2 separate regions of the Sus scrofa genome follow, and region 2 is linked to region 1. Evidence: chromatin contacts called from public HiChIP or PLAC-seq data. All regions are on one chromosome and are shown on one strand. Each heading gives the region's core, a stretch centred on a gene start, on an enhancer-like site or on the middle of the called end of the contact. The rest is flanking DNA. Distances are from core to core; before and after follow the strand shown.

What was found. HiChIP or PLAC-seq counts read pairs in DNA pulled down with a chosen protein or histone mark.
Region 2: an H3K27ac HiChIP or PLAC-seq map of skeletal muscle shows a contact between it and region 1, with 9 times the contacts expected there. The contact joins two enhancer-like sites. A contact is called at or near these places in 2 of 47 Hi-C or Micro-C datasets (embryonic fibroblasts and skeletal muscle) and 1 of 2 datasets of contacts at active chromatin or transcription factors (skeletal muscle).

What each region holds. Positions count from the first base shown.
Region 1 is chr16:37,935,850-37,938,371 of Sscrofa11.1, reverse strand. All of the region lies in intron 10 of PDE4D (cAMP-specific 3',5'-cyclic phosphodiesterase 4D), which reads left to right. Among named protein-coding and RNA genes, the nearest start is that of RAB3C, 530 kb to the right of the region's middle. Within about 2 kb of position 1,266, at least 3 of the 83 cell types and tissues checked have an H3K27ac peak or open chromatin away from gene starts, as enhancers often do. A contact at or near this core is called in skeletal muscle, where this site is marked.
Region 2 is chr16:38,539,599-38,542,120 of Sscrofa11.1, reverse strand. The region is part of intron 5 of PDE4D (cAMP-specific 3',5'-cyclic phosphodiesterase 4D); the gene reads left to right. Among named protein-coding and RNA genes, the nearest start is that of MIR582, 40 kb to the left of the region's middle. Within about 2 kb of position 1,255, at least 2 of the 83 cell types and tissues checked have an H3K27ac peak or open chromatin away from gene starts, as enhancers often do. A contact at or near this core is called in skeletal muscle, where this site is marked.

The DNA.
Region 1 (2,522 bases), core at 17-2,516:
GCCTGGGAGTCAAAGCACAAGCTGGAACAGGGTGAAGAGAGAGAGACTGTGTCAAAATAGGTATAGGTTGATTCACCAATATAGTGAGTGATATTAGATGCCAAGAGAAAAATGAAACAGAATAGCAGATGACAAATGTGAACCTTTATCTTGAGTCTGCTTTATATCTCCTAAATCCCCATGAGCTCAGCAATTCTCTTATGGTTATTAATGCCCCACACTGGAGTTGTGACCTTGGATTTTTTTTTTTTTTGTCTTTTCTATGGCCGCACCTATAGCATGTGGAGGTTCCCAGGCTAGGGGGTCTAATTGGAGCTGTAGCTGCCAGCCTACACCACAGCCACAGCAACGCCAGATCCAAACCGTGGCTGCGACCTACATCACAGCTCACAGCAATGCAAGATCGTTAACCCACTGAGCTAGGCCAGGGATCGAACCCACAACCCCATGGTCCCTAGTCCTATTCATTTCTGCTGTGCCACAAAGGAACTCCACCTTGGATATTTAAACTGCTTCAACTTCTCTGAGCCTTTGCTTTCTCTATAAACCGGAACTAACAAAATCCATCTCATGGGATTGTTAGGAGAATTTAAACAAAAGCTTAGGTCAAGTCCATAATATGGGTACACCCATCATAGGTACATGGCCTATCCTTAGTTGGGATGGGAACTATTTTTAAACTTAGAAGATGAACTTTATATGCTGCCATATAGGTAACCCAGTGCAACTGGAGCTTGAATCAACAAGCCTGGGCAAATGAGCTCAGAGTGTGCCTTTGAAATCTTGATCCCCATCGTGCTGATTTATGTGCCTCCCTAGCTTGCATGTGGGATCGCCCTGAGGTTGTTCACTGTAGTTTTAGCTTGTTACCTAGCACCCTTGGATAGCATATTTTTATTTACACTCTCACTGATCACTTGACCACAATTACTTTGAAAGAGTATGTATGAATGCAGCCACAAAAGAAACATTTCTCAGTTGTGAGGGTCTCACGTGGATCTTTAATCCACTTTGTCTAAAAACTGGAACGTTTCTTAGACTTTACTTTTCCCTCCACCAGAATGACCTCAGAGGCCCCTCCAAATGTTTTTTTTTTTTTCCGATTCTGTAGAATAGTGAGATTTTGATTATTAATAAGAGTGTCAAATATCAATCAACATCAGGTTACTAAATGTCTCTTTTGGGGTAAGAAGAAATGTGAACCAAAAATAGAACCCTTTAATCATCGCACAAATTTAAAATGGCAGTCCAGCTGAGAAACAGAGGAATGGATGAGATGACCTTGAACATAATTCCAGCCCAGATGGGCTAGTCATGGGTCTGACACTCGCCGTAGCCAGAGGGAAAAGAAATTCCCCGGCAGTGTAGTTGGTATCAGAGTTGAAAATGAGTCACTGAGTAGGTGATTGATCCCTTTCCGTTTTCCACTTGCCATCAGCCACTTTGCAGAGAAATCAAGCTTTAGTATACTTGATTCAAAAAAAAAAAAAAGATTTTTTTTTCTTTTTTAATTCCAAAAGTTCTTAGAGGTGAAAGAGATTTGTGAGATCACTTCACTTTCCTTCATTAAAAATGAGGTATTAAGGCACAGGAAAATTAAAGTGACACAGAACAAGAATCCTTTCTTACTTTTGTCAGGGCTTTTACTTTGTGTGGAATAAATAATTTTTGTCACTAAACAAGATCCTGTGTTCAGTCTTTATTGATATTATCACTTTTGAATGAAATTTTTACTTTGCTTTATCTTTGTTATTTATATTTGATCTTTGATTATTCTCTAGGCCAGATACCATTTTCATATGAGAAATAAATCAGGCATTTTTTTTTTTTTAAATTTTGGGTTTTGTCATTATTGTTTTGTATCTTTTGACTTCAGGTAACATAAGTCCAATAGTTAGGCCTTCACTAAGGAAATTTTGTTTTTGTGTAGTTACTGCAAGTAAACTGCTCCAAAGGCTTTCATAGACAAAATGAGGCTTAATATATGTGCATTTGTATTCAAATACATACAAAGAGAGGTAGATACGTACATACAAAAGCATATAGACATACTTATTGCCGTATACGTTAAGTAAGGCTGTTGGGTGTGAATGAGTTCCAGAGTTTACTGGTCCTATAGAGCAGTACAGAATGTTCAACACTAAGAATGAGAATGGTTGGGAAGCATCCCAGAAAAAGTGCTACTTAGGTTGGATCTTGAACATAGAAGGTTCATATTGGTTACTAATGAGGAAAGAGATGATAGTGCAAGGGCTGGATGAGGCAGGGTAGGATGGGACACTCCCTCAGATTGCCTTATTGTTTGTAGGTGTGGGTGAGGAATGGGTATTCTGGATGAAAGAGCCTGCCTGGAACAGAAAATCTGATTACAGGAACAGAGGCAGGTGTGAAAAGTGTAGATTGAGGCCCTACTGCAGAGCACCTCAAGTGTCAGATTAAGCTGTTTGGACAATACTCTGTCCACCCTAAAGAACCCTTGTGTTTTGTTTTCGGGGAAATGCTACAAGGAAAGTAACAAAATG
Region 2 (2,522 bases), core at 6-2,505, 600 kb before region 1:
GTTCGTGAACCAACTGTTGACTGCTTCTCAAATCTAAACTAAAATAATACCTCTGTGGAGTTCCTGTTGTGGCTCAGCAGAAACAAATCTGACTGGCATCCATGAGGATGTGGGTTTGATCCCTGGCCTAGCTCAGCGGGTTAAGGATCTGGCATTGCTGTGAGCTGTGGCATAGGTCACAGAAGTGGCTCAGATCCTGCATTGCTGTGGCTGTGGTGTACCTCCATATATTGCAGGTGTGGCCCTAAAAAAGACAAAATAAATAAATAAATAATAAAATAATAATAAAATAATACCTCTAAAATCTCTTATTAAACAATTTATACTTGATAAAATATTAAATAATTTGAACTTGTCCAAATAAATGTGTTAATACATTGCTTCTTTGAACAGGCACAGACTTAGCTGGGTTGTTTCGACTAGGACATTACAGCAAGACTATGTGGCATGAAATATCTACATGATTCTCACCACAAAAATGTCAATAAACAAAGATTATTAAATTTTTGGAGGGTATTGAAGAATAAAATGCATATGTGGGGTCCTGTAGCCTTTATACATGTCAGTCCTTGGGAAATTAGGGAGTGAGAGAAACAGAATAAAATGTATTAGCATCAGAATTTTCATCAGCTCTACAAATTTCTTGTCAACATAATGAGTTTCTAAAGTACATTGGAATGAAAGAAATGCCCCCCCCCCTTTTTAAGAAAATGCTTATAAAAACAGCTGAACATTTGTTACTTTGGCTCCAATTTTAAAACAAAATTCTACATCTTTTTGTTTGTTTGTTTTGAAATATAGTTGATTTACAGTGTTTCAGATATACAGCCAGGAGATTTAGCTACATGTATTTATGTATCTTTTTCAGATCCTCTTCCACTATAGGTTATTATAAGATATTGAATGTAGTTCTCTGTGCTATAGAGCAGGTTCTTGATGGTTATCTGTTTTATCTATAGTACTGTGTATCTGTTAATCCCAAATTCCTAAATTTTCCCTCCCCTCCTTACCCTTTGGTAACCATAGTTTGTTTTCTATGTCTTCGAATCAATTTCTATTTTGTAAATAAGTTCATGTATATCATTTTTTAGATTCCTCATTTAAGTGATATATGATATTTGTTTTTGTCTATCTGACGTACTTCCTTTGGTGAAAATAGGAGATATTTCCTATGTATGTATTGAGATGAGATAAGCTTAAGAAAAAGAGCAGAGCTGAATGTTATGTTATCCTGCTAACCTTTGTCAGGCCTTTCTGCCTTGGTGTGGTTCAAATTTCTGCTGTATATTTTGATACTTTCCATCTCCATAGCAGTTGCCCAGGAATATGTTGCCAGAAATGACACTGAAAATGCAATTAATTTATAAATAGATCCTCCTGTGTCATAGAAGCCATTATTTAGGAAATTATATGAGGTATTGTGGGAGATTGAACATATGATAGAATAGGTCATTTGCTCAGAAAAATATAAATAGATAGAAATATCAAAATATAACCAAGGAAACATCAGGCAGATGAAATTAAATGATTGTTCAATATTTCTTTCATATGGCAAAGAGATTTAAAATTGAATTTCTAAATAAGCAAATGGGTAATTTCTAAATCTCATACTCCATGTAATTGTTTAAAAAATATATAACTTTTTTTTCTAGAAGTGTTAGAGAAACAAAAAGCAAAGTTTTATAGGAATCATTGACTCATTTATTAAAGAAATAAATATTTTAAGCCTAGAGCATATTAGACCAGGGTTAACATTTTCCCACTTTATATTTAATCTTTGGTGAAGAATCCTAGATGTCTGTTTGTACATACATTACCTTATTCATAAAAGAAGGGGTAGAATGAGAAATGTCTGCAGTATGTAAATTGTTTTGAAAGGGAGACAATTGAATAATAAAGAGCAGAAGTAAAAGTTATCTTTCTGGAAGCTAGGGATTTCTCTCACTCTTCTCTGCCTGCTTTCCACTGTTTGACCTATGAAATATTATAAAATTAAAATATAAAACAATGAGTGTCTAATTGTTCAAGTTCCTTTCATTGAGGGTGACTTGCCTGGGTTCTTAGATGCAATTGAGAGGGTACATGTGGTTTCCTTAAATAGTGCCTTTCTTTCTTTTGAGTTTATAAAAGTGTTTTAGGAATAGCAAACTAACAGTGCAACAGTAGTGTTTAGTTCTCCTAATTTGTCATTTTTACCCTTTTTCAGAGTAAACTCTATGAGTAATGTGATCATATGCATGGGAAACTGAAATTAAAGTGTTCAAACTGTTGTGACAAACAACAGATATTCAGGGTCAGTGCAAGTAAAGCTACAGATAATCACTCCATCTGCTCCATTGTTGGCAAGAATGAGGCCCAGATGTTGCAGTGTACCTTTTCTTTCTCCTAGACCTTGGTCATTGACAAATTAGATTTACAAAGAGAAATCTAGATTGCTCAGGCTTTCCCCTGAGATCATGTAAAAGAGTTCCTCTCCATCTAAAGTATTTTCTTATTTTCCTGCTGATCCCATAGTTTGGGCT